2 separate regions of the Mus musculus genome follow, and region 2 is linked to region 1. The links are chromatin contacts, called in public HiChIP or PLAC-seq maps. All regions are on one chromosome and are shown on one strand. The core of a region is the stretch at or near the end of the contact, and the rest is flanking DNA. Distances in the headings are between cores, read along the strand shown.

Evidence for each region. HiChIP or PLAC-seq counts read pairs in DNA pulled down with a chosen protein or histone mark.
Region 2: an H3K27ac HiChIP or PLAC-seq map of extraembryonic endoderm stem cells shows a contact between it and region 1. The contact joins the enhancer-like site here to the promoter of A930028N01Rik in region 1. A contact is called at or near these places in 3 of 484 Hi-C or Micro-C datasets (embryonic stem cells and stem cell-derived neural progenitor cells), 4 of 115 datasets of contacts at active chromatin or transcription factors (embryonic fibroblasts, embryonic stem cells, extraembryonic endoderm stem cells and 1 more) and 3 of 9 other capture datasets (adipose tissue, liver and pancreatic islet).

The regions. Positions count from the first base shown.
Region 1 is chr19:40,294,253-40,299,895 of GRCm38.p6, reverse strand. It overlaps A930028N01Rik (a long non-coding RNA gene), which reads right to left and starts at 3,014. Exons shown (of 2, transcript XR_386702.4): 1 at 1,801-3,014; 2 at 1-637. It overlaps Sorbs1 (sorbin and SH3 domain containing 1), which reads left to right. Exons shown (of 29, transcript NM_178362.1): 27 at 375-433; 28 at 3,252-3,364; 29 at 4,780-5,643. The coding sequence ends at 4,847.
Region 2 is chr19:40,329,118-40,334,760 of GRCm38.p6, reverse strand. All of the region lies in intron 20 of Sorbs1 (sorbin and SH3 domain containing 1), which reads left to right. Among named protein-coding and RNA genes, the nearest start is that of A930028N01Rik, 35 kb to the right of the region's middle. Within about 2 kb of position 2,705, at least 28 of the 459 cell types and tissues checked have an H3K27ac peak or open chromatin away from gene starts, as enhancers often do. A contact at or near this core is called in adipose tissue and extraembryonic endoderm stem cells, where this site is marked.

The sequences.
Region 1 (5,643 bases), core at 1,765-4,264:
ATGCCAAATTCCTCTGTATCTTACCTGTCTTTCCATGCTTACCTGGATCCCTCCTGCACTCTACTACTGGAATCTCTCTCTCTGTTTTTTAACCCGGATCTTCAACTCTGTTTTCTCCCTGGACTTACGTGCTTCGTCTGGAATGTTACATCTCTTCCTCTCTCTCTTTTTTTTTTTTTTTTTTTTGTCCCCACATTGACTGTTTTATGGGGGTTTCTGGATACCGCGGGGCCACCTCACAGGAAGCGGTTTGCAATGAGATCATAAACATTGCGGAGAAATCTGTTCATTACTGCAGCACTGTCTCTCATCCCCTTGACTTCCATCACAAGGTACCCCCTTCTGACAATAAATCATCTTTAATCATTTCTCAGCAACCTCAAGCCCAGCAGCGAAGAGTCACCCCAGACAGGAGTCAGCCCTCACTGGATTTGTAAGTACAGCCTGGGGAGTTAGGTTCTTATGTTGTTGGCGGACTTGCTGCCTTGGAAAATGGATGGTTGGCTGGCGTCACAGCTGTTTGGGGGTGGGCGGATGAGCTAATTGCTTCCCGCTTCTTTGGGGATTTCTAGGGAAGGCCGTATTTCCTGTCAGCCATGAAGCTAGGTGCTAGGTAAATTAAAGAGGTCATGGACTCCTGGAAGAGAGAGATGGGTAAAGAGTTAATGACCATATTAGGGAAAATGAGAGCTGTGCCAACCAGTTTCAATATCAATGCTGCGGAGAACAGAAAGAAAGGAGCGCTTGCTTCTGAGCTGAAATGAGTGAACAGAGTTGATTCATTCACTCATTCATTCAAAACATTTTTTGGATACGTCCTGTGGTTTATACACATAGGAGAAAACCCTGTTCCTAGAAGAAGTAAAGTGAGTTGAACCAAGCTCTGACAGAAAGGGCATCGATAGAGTGGGTAGTTTGGAGACCCTGAAGGTTTGTGTGGCCAGCACATGGTTCATGGAGGTGAGGTTAGAGATGAAAGTTAAGATGTCAGGGTGAGACCAGGTTCTAGACTGCAGCTGAGATAGGTTTGGATTTTATTCTGCAGGCACCAGGAAGCCACTGAAGGCTTTTAAACTGAGTTGTATGGTGATTGTGCCTGTTCTAAGGAGCAGATGGAGCGTGGGATTCAGAAAGGAGGGACAAAGATGATGTTGGTTAGGAAAAATGAAGTCAGTCATGGTACCCTTAGCTAGAACAGAGTGACTTTATGTAACCATGGAAATGCATAAGATTCCCAACAGAGAGTCGGGGTAAAGAGAAAGAGTCAGTGAAGGAGGATAAAATAGAGCAGCAAGACAGGCACAGGTCTAGGAATGCTCACTTTTATAGAACAGAGCTTGTTGCATCTGGCCAGCAGTGTTGCCTGCCTCTTAGAGACCAGGAGAGAGGGGTCCTTGCACACAGTAACAGGGACAGGACAACAAGGAGAGACAGACTCGGGTCTGGAGGGGAGGAAGATTAAGGTCTTGTAGAAAATAGGGGACAGAATACGAGACACTCTGTTGAGAGTAGGGTACTAGAACCAGCAGAAGAACTCAGCTGGGGACCTCCGAGCCACAGGGGACCTTTAGAACTAAGGCCAAAAGGGTACATATTTTCTCTGGTCTTTCTCCACGGTTTGCAGACAGACAAGCAGAGTTATTTTAAAGAACATTCTCTAGCAAAGCAGTTATAGTGGAAATTAAGGGGACGGGCAGTTTCAGAAGCTAGTGAGGACATACATGTATTACACATCCAGCGGTAGGAATCCAAGCTAGGTAAGAAATAAATACAGAAACAGGAGACAAGGTATTCACTTACCAACTTGAAAGCTATCTTCATCTCTCCCATTCCTCGTTACGAGACCTTCCCACTCACACCCAGATCCTTCCACCAAGATCTCAACACACTGGGACAAGTGGTGAAAACAGGATCCTGTGTGTGACAGTCAGTACAAGCCTGTTAGTGCTTTAAGCCAGCGCCATGTGCTGTCTAATCTCTCTTACTCCACATTGGAATTCACTGGCATTATTGGAAATGGCATTTGATTGGCACATTTACAAAATGCTGGTGCTACCGTGGTGTTTTAAAATGAATTGTGACATTGGTGGTGCACATTAGATGCCCCAGAAGCATTTGGTAAGAGGAGAATGAAAACAAAGCTCTCCCTTGCTGCTGAAGCTGATGCCAGTTTCACAATGAGCCTCACTGTTATCAGAGCACAGAGCAGCACAGACCAGATGTCCTAGGCCAAAGAGCAAGTCAACAAAACCTTATCTGCAGCTATCCTTGGGTGGAGCAGAAGCAGTGAGTTTTCGGGCTGTTCGGAAGAGGGCCCCCACACAGTGAGACAATGGGAATGTGCTATCTTAGTTTTAATTAGTATTGCTCTGAGGGGTTTTGATATTTTTATTAATTTGTTCTCTCATATTTTATCCAGACACCAGTTTTCCCTGCCTCCTCTTTTCCCAGTCCCTCTCCCCACCCCTGGGTCACAAAACAGGAAAAAGTGTCAGAAGTAGCTGCTGCTCCCTCTATTAGGAGTCCCACACAACACTGAGCTGCACAACTACAGAATATATGCAGAGGGCCTAGGTTAGACCTATGCAGACTCCCTGACTATTGTTTCGGTCTCAGTGAGCCCCTAAGGGTTTGCTTGTGGTGTCCTTGACCCGTCTGGGTCTTACTCTGTAAGCCAGGAGCTCAATGTGCAGCACAGAGTGGCCTTAGACTCAGTGACGTCTTCCTACCTCAGCTTCCTACATGCTAAGAACACAAACATGAGCCAATACATTTAACCGGGAATGTACAATTTTCTGCCTGTGCATAATCTATCCCGTTTGTACAATTGCTTTTTGTTCTCTAACATTGATTGCCAGAATTTAATAATCCTGGAACTAAATAACTGCTTATTATTCTTAATTATCTACCTATATTATCCTATTATAAAAAGGGGCGTGGTTAACTTTAAAGGTAGTAAAGTGGATAGAGGCTAGGGAGAGGCTGTAGACAATAAAGGTTTCCCATGGTAATGAGGAAAAAAAAAACAACTAAGTTTAACCATTACTTGATCATCAGAAGTCCCCCAACCCCTGTTGGCCTTAATTGATTTAATGCATTTCTTCAATGCTAGAGCACTAGTCAATAAAATGCTTTCAACATTAAGTGGGAAACATTACATCGATGCTGGGTTTACAGTGTTGGGATTTGTAGATGGGCATCAGATTCTGTCGGCAGCTGAGCCACTCACTGGTCCTTCCTCTGGTTTGTAGGTGTAGCTACCAAGCGTTATATAGTTATGTGCCACAGAACGATGATGAGTTGGAACTCCGAGATGGAGATATTGTTGATGTCATGGAAAAATGTGACGATGGATGGTTTGTTGGTAAGAATCCCATCATGCTTTTCTTCCTAGTAGTGTATTGGAAGAAGGACTAAGAATGATGAGACATGTAAAAAGCAATCTTCCAGCCCCTAGGAATGCTGGGCCACTCATCTCAAGGTCGTATGAATGTCACTGAGTAGAACCTAAAGCCAAGATATGCCAGAGTCTATGTCAGACCGCAGTGCCACATTTGTCACTGCTGTTAATTGGGTTCCGTTTATATTTCTATTGTGTATATGTCTTTAATATTTAAAGATTCCACCTTTAAAACTCTCAAGAAACAACACAAGGTCTGGACAGTGGTAGTTCATGCCTTTAATCCAGCACTTGGGAGGTAGAGGCAGGCGGCCGATTCTATAGAACGAGTTCCAGGACAGCCAGGGATATATATAGAAGTCCTGTCTCAAAAAAAAAAAAAAAACTACCAGGGTGGGGGGTGGACAGGAGTGGAGAACACGAACATGACTAGGTCTCCACCATAAAGTTCGAGCACATGTGTGGATGTTCCTCACATCATTGTAGTTATTCTAGGCTTCTAATAACTTGAAGAAAAGCAACCAGCTCAAATAATAAAACAAAGGAGGGTTCTGCAAGGCTCAGTGGTAGAACATTTGTTTAAAGCATGAGGCCTGGGTTTGTCTCTGAGTACCACAGACTTCACGCACACTTACCAACCTCTTAGAAAATGCTCTGTCCTCCCAGAAGCCAGGCCTCCCTGTGGAGTTCTTTACAAAAGAAAGTCTTATCAGGAAGCTAAAGGCCACAGAGCATACTGCAGCCCCATAGAAACAGTAGGTGTGCCAAGTGTAAAACTGAAAACTTTAGACAGGCCGCATTGAAAAAGTAAAGAAAAACCTATTAAATTAGTCCTGATGTCTTAATGAATCTTGAGCTGTACAGCAAGACTGTTTCAAGAGAAAAAAAAGAGAGAGGAGAGAAAGATAGACGAAGAGAAAGAAGGAGAGGTTGAGAATAAATTTGCAGTGAGATTCCTCTAGGAGTGCTTCTATCTCCAGCCGGTGGGAAGGGACACCAGTTCTCCAATGAAGGCGGTGTCCTGGCTGAAGGAAGGGTGTTGGGCTGAGTATCTTCCTTGCACACCTCAGTTATCTTCAGAAGGGACCTAATATGGATTTTGCAACCCAACATTTTTCATCAGCAAGGACAGAGTATTGGGATGAACAGTGGGGCTGGAGACAGAAGACCTGGGTTCAGATTCTGTTAACTCTGAGCCTGGGTCCTCCTCCTCACTGCCCATCATTTTATAGCCCAAATGATACAGCTTTGCAAATCACAGTGTGAGGTTGTTACCAAGGGGGGACTCTACAGCATCTCCAGCATCTTCTCTGAACTCAGTTGTATGTGCCCTCTCATTCTGTGTCTGTTTTTTTGTTTGCTTGTTGTGTTTCTTCCAGGCACTTCGAGAAGGACGAGGCAGTTTGGTACTTTTCCAGGCAACTATGTAAAACCTTTATATCTATAAGAAGACTAAAAAGCACAGAGATTATTTTTTATCGGAGGATGAAGCATCATTCATGAACTGGTCTCTTTATTTAAGTACTGAGTCAGTAAGAAAACTAATGCAGTTGGTAAAGAAAGAATTCAAAGAAGGAACAGAGAAGTGTGTTTGAAACCCATTGTGTATCAGGGATTAACTATCTGCTGAAGACATCTGTATTTACATGACTGCTTCTGGGAGCTGCTCTAGCCCCCGCTGCTTGGGGAATCTGATCTGGAGCATGTCCATGAGCAACATTAGCCAAAAAAAAAAAAAAAAAATGTGCCCAGTCTTTACCCACTCCCATTTTAAAGAGGTCCCTTGGGGCTAGATAAGTCAGTCCCCATCCGTGTTCCACAGGTCATAGCCTGAGCATCACTGACAACTCCTGCCTCTGTTCCTGAGTATCCCAGAGCCAGCAGACCTCAAGTGCTGCTAGAGGCTGGTCTGGTTTTGAAGTTTTCCTTCAGCACCATGACTTGATGAAGTCTAGGGGAAGAAATGGTGGCAGACCAGGTGCCCTAGCACTCAGCCTTCTGGGTGATATTGCCTCTTACTGCCCTGATACTCAGACAGAAAGCCATGCCATGTGTGTCCCGAGCTTGGGAGCAGGTGGCCTGGCAGATGGGCTACATTTGTGTCTCCACATGATTAAGCCACACCTTGGGGCTCTGGAAGTCACTTGGAGTGTGTTCTTCTCCTGGTCACTACCACTGGCTAGCCAGGGTTAGCTGTGCCTTTCTTCTCTGGCTTAGTATGGGCTTGATACACTTGAGCCCAT
Region 2 (5,643 bases), core at 1,456-3,955, 35 kb before region 1:
TCCCAGGTGCAGGTATGACATGTGAGGAAATGGGTGTCCTAGCTCAGTGTTCTGCACACAGTTCATAGCTGATGATACTCTGGGCCAGGTGTCAGTAGTAGCACCTCACCTAAACTATACTGATTCAAACTTAGTAGGAATGTAGCCAAAAGCATAATAAAGCCAATTTTGAGCTATTGAATACAATATAAGCAAGCCTTTGTAGTACTAGCATTTTGAGTCACTGTCACTGTTTTATTCTCCAACTGTCTCTAGACCTTTAAGTTTGTAATTTTCATCTAACTACCGTTTATCATTTCTGCATATTAAAGCTGTTTTCACCTAACCGAAAGAGCTCTGCTCTGTTCAGCCAGCAAGTGGCACTTAAGGAAAAGCTGCTCTTTCTGAACCCACAGAGAGCAGTTTCCTTAATCTGAGAACAAAACACAACCTGAAGAGCTATAGAAAGCATTGGAGATTTCCCCAGCCCGTAAAAATATACCAGAAGCCTGTGTGCATGTAGGCATTTGGATTTAGGAGCCTTTATTCCACCAGCTTTTGTTTAACAACCTTAAAGGGCACCAAGCTTAGGAAGATTAACCAACAACCTGCTGGAGTCACTGTGGAAGGTGAACCGGATTTGTTAGTGGTAACTTGAATCCAGCGTGGCATATGTGATGCTGAGATCCAGAAGGGGGCGGGCTCCTCTCACTGGATGGAGGAAGAGAGAGATCAAGGGAGACTTTATAGAGAAAAAAAAAAAAAAAGAAGAAGAAAAATAAAAAACTGAGTAGCGGGAACATTATATTATAAAATTTTTAAAAAATGTTTTTTTTTTGGTTCATCACAAAATTCTTTAAGATGGAACTTCTAGAGAACTGTATAGACTCCCTCCCACAAAGCTACATTCATGCAGTGGCCTGTATTTCTTCATAAAGTAGTCAACTGACTTTCAACAGGAAAGATTTAAGATATTTTTAATTATATATATATATATATTTGTGTGTGTGCATATGCGTATGTGTATGTGCCTGAGAATTCAGTGTCCTTATGATGAAAAGTGTGGTTGCATCCCCTGGAGCTGGAGTTATAGGTAGTTTTGAGCTGCCTGAAGTACTGGGAACTGAACTCAGGTCTTCAGCAAGACCGGGGTTATGCTCTTAACTGCCAAGCCATCTCTCCTGGGCTAGAAACTTTGGTCAGTTATGTCCCTTGTTCAGTCTTCCTACCTATGAGAAAGATTGACACATAGAAGGTGCTCAGTAAATACTTGTTTAGTAAGTCTCACATGTTGGGTCGTCATATGTCTTTCTTTAGATATGATACCAAGAGTGACTGCAGGTCATCATATGTCTTTCTTTAGATATGATACCAAAAGTGACTAGCAGCTGGGTGGGGTCATAATGGTAATGAAGTGACAATTGGGCAGTAGAGAGAACAAGGGAATTACTGTAGACTATCAAGGAAGCGGGGCCTGATGGCTGAAGGAGACTGGGGAGAAAGGCGAGGAAGCACCGATTCCTCAGACTTTGTGCTTGAGTGAGGGCAGGGTGGCTGTACAGAGCCAGCTTTGGTTTGGAATGTGTTGGGTTGGAGCTGTTTGGAGAACATTCAGGTAGTGTGGCTGGCAGTCAGCTTGGAGACGGACAGAAAGGTGTACAGGTTTGCTGATGGGTTTCCTACACAATCTCACCACCAGTGTTAATGCTGCAAACGAAAGAAACTGAAGCCAAGAAAATCATCTTGTTTGCAAGCTTTAAAAAACAAACAAACAAACAAACAAACCACCAAACAACTCGAGCAGGAGTGCATCTCAGCTGGGCTGCTGCGTTCTTTGTTGGAATCTGGCTTTTCAGTACCCTGTCCACTGACCCTGGGCCTCTCTGTTACACACATGGAAGGCAGCCTGTCCACTGCCCCACACCTCTGTTACACACATGGAAGCAGCTGACTCCAAGTGATCGCTCACTTTATCCTTCCAGTGAGCGTGGTTTTGTTGAAACCCCGTGACTGGTTCTTCGTCGCACAGAAGCTCAGTTCTCCGCCCTGTGTCCCAGCAGTTCAGTTAGCATACATGGGACTCAACACAAACTTCTCAGAGCTGAGCTTCCGAACCTGACTGGTTTGGTTTAATGTCAGCAGCTGCTAATTCTGGTTGTATCTCAGTCACTCAGCCAAGGGTCCCATGGGACTTCTTTCAGCTCTCATCTTTTTAGATTTAACAAAGTCCTAGGAACTCTATGCCCTTAAGCAAAGGCAGTCCCCACTCTGGTCCTCAGTTTCCTCTTGGGAGCAGTGGAACAAATGACCCATCCTTAGGGTAACTGTTTGAGATGGTGTACTTAAAAACATGTGTTGAGCCGGGTGTGGTGGCGCACGCCTTTAAACCCAGCACTCGGGAGGCAGAGGCAGGTGGATTTCTGAGTTCGAGGCCAGCCTGGTCTACAAAGTGAGTTCCAGGACAGCCAGGGCTATACAGAGAAACCCTGTCTCGAAAAACAAACAAACAAACAAAAAAAAAACATGTGTTGAAGCTCTCGGATACTTCTCTTAATAAGATGCCGCAGTGTACCTCAACCATCTGGGGAAAGCATTCTTTTGTCAGCTTTGTTATCAGAAAGAAAACATTTGTCTGGAGCAACTGCATTCCCAGAGGTTTCCTGAGTGCTGGCTTGTGGATCTGTGGGAAGCAGGAAGAAATGGGTGGGGCACAGAGAGCAGGCAGGCTGGGTGGGGGAGTGCCGAGGGCTGCTGAGATAGATGAGGCCAGGCAGCTGTGGGAGACTAACGGTGGGCTGAAGCGCTGGCTGAGGGTGAAGTGATTCAGAGACACAGGTGGCAGGTGGAAGTTGTCCAAGTTACCCGCCAACAGCAAGGGCCAGGCAGGGCCCTCATGCCACCAAAGTCCTCTGTCCCCTTAGCTGGGGGCTGACAAAGGACAGTGGATAGCTCTTCAGTTGGGGGTTGTACAAAAGGGAGAAAATGGGATGTTACACTGATGTTTAATTAGGAAACCCAAAGTTTAAAAGCCAGTTTAGATGAACGTCCACCTTTTTGAAAGTGGTATCTGTAGAACTACATTCTGGGTTCACCATTTTTAATGGGAGCTGATTTTTTTTTTTTTTAATCAGAATCTTGGGGTGAGAGGGCAGAGTGTTTATGAGCATATCCTGTGGCCCAAAAGCTTTAGGCCTGACCCCTGAGCCTAGGAAAGCCAAATCCTTTTCTCTGGAGGTATGGATGGTCCCTCCAAGCAAACTTCGGTCAGTTTTCAAGTCAGGAAATGAAGGGGTTTTTTTTGTTGTTGTTGTTTTTTTGTTTTTTTGTTTTTTTTTTTTTTGGTTTTTCGAGACAGGGTTTCTCTGTATAGCCCTGGCTGTCCTGGAACTCACTTTATAGACCAGGCCAGCCTCAAACTCAGAAATCTGCCTGCCTCTGCCTCCCAAGTGCTGGGATTAAAGGCGTGCGCCACCACCGCCCAGCCTGAGGCACCTTATTAAGAGCAGTATCCGAGAGCTTCAACACACGTTTTTAAGGACACCATCTCAAACAGTTCCCCTGAGGATGGGTCATGTGTTCCATTGCTCCCAAGAGGAAACTGAGGACCAGAGTGGAGACTGCCTTTGCTTAAGGACATAGAGTTCCTAGGACTTTGCTATATCAAAAAGAATACGAGTCAGGATCTCTAAATTAACTTTTTTTTTTTAAAAAGGAATTTCGAAATTCATGGTTGTACATATCAAGACATATCATTACTCAGCCCATATGCCACCTTTCGCATTTAGAAAATGTAGCCTTTTATTCGTTCCGAACATTCATTGGGTGTCCTTGTGCGCGGTAGAGTCCACGGGCTCTTAGAAATCAAGGCAAGCCGAGGGAAATAGGTCAGTCCAGCCTGGTTCTCTGAGGTTTCTCCAAGTAAGAGATGAGCCTAGAAGGCTGCTTAGCACTTCCTTGGTTTGCGTGTTTCTCAGCCTTGAGATGGGGTTCTCTCATCTTTTGGGTTCCAGTGACTTCTTTTTTCTGTTTCAGCTGAGAAAGGGAAATTCTTTTCATGTATGCTGTCTATAGTAAGAGGGAGGGACCTGTAGCCTCAGGGTGGAGCCCTGAAATCGCTCTTGCAGAGCCCTTAGCCTGTGGTGAGCATGAGGTAGCATGAGCGGCAGCTGTGAGGGTTGTTAATAGTGCTGGGGGGGGGGGCACTTATCCACTGAACAGTGGGGACAACACTGTGTCTTAGCAGAGCATCCTTTCTTCCTTGATTCCTGGGTTCTGGAACCACTTGCTCCTGGGGTAGAGTCCTGACAGATGACGATTGGTGGTAATGATGTCATGAAACGCAAATACCCTTGACTCCTGCACCATTCGAACCACTACCTTGTTGGCCAGAGGGAAGTATTCCAAGACACCATCAGAGAACACGAGCTACATAGCACCCAGTGGTGTCACTAGGGTTCTGGCTCTGCAATCTGCTGATCCTGCCTGCTTTGACAGGCTGTCTAATCTATCGGTGCTTTATTTTCTTATCTGAAAACTGTGTGTGTGTGTGTGTGTGTGTGTGTGTGTGTGTGTGTGTATTAGAGAGAGAGGATGACCAACAGGCACTTAGCACAATGCCTTTTATGTGGTCCATATCCAGGCACACGAAGTCACACACTCATACATACAAAATAAAAACAAACAGACCTTTGAAAACCTAAATGAAACCGTAGCTGGAGAGATGGCTCAGCAGTTAAAAACTTGTGTAGCCTCTGCAGAGGACCCAAGTTCAGTTCCCAGCATCCATATGATGGCTCACGACCATTCATGACACAGGTTCCTGAAGATCTAGTACTTTCTTCTAACCACTGTGGGTACCAGGCATACATGTGGTACACATACATATACATGCGGGCAAAACATTCATATGCATATATAACATACATTTAAAAACAGAGTTCATATTTACAAGTAAATGAAGCACATAAATAGATGGCAGTGTATGTGGATGATACATACTGTCAGGCTCTGACAGCAGTGTATATGGATATGATACATACTGTCAGGCTCTGACAGCAGTGTATATGGATATGATACATACTGTCAGGCTCTGACAGCAGTGTATATGGATATGATACATACTGTCAGGCTCTGACAGCAGTGTATATGGATATGATACATACTGTCAGGCTCTGACAGCAGTGTATATGGATATGATACATACTGTCAGGCTCTGACAGCAGTGTATATGGATATGATACATACTGTCAGGCTCTGACAGCAGTGTATATGGATATGATACATACTGTCAGGCTCTGACAGCAGTGTATATGGATATGATACATACTGTCAGGCTCTGACAGCAGTGTATATGGATATGATACATACTGTCAGGCTCTGACAGCAGTGTATATGGATATGATACATACTGTCAGGCTCTGACAGCAGTGTATATGGATATGATACATACTGTCAGGCTCTGACAGCAGTGTATATGGATATGATACATACTGTCAGGCTCTGACAGCAGTGTATATGGATATGATACATACTGTCAGGCTCTGACAGCAGTGTATATGGATATGATACATACTGTCAGGCTCTGACAGCAGTGTATATGGATATGATACATACTGTCAGGCTCTGACAGCAGTGTATATGGATATGATACATACTGTCAGGCTC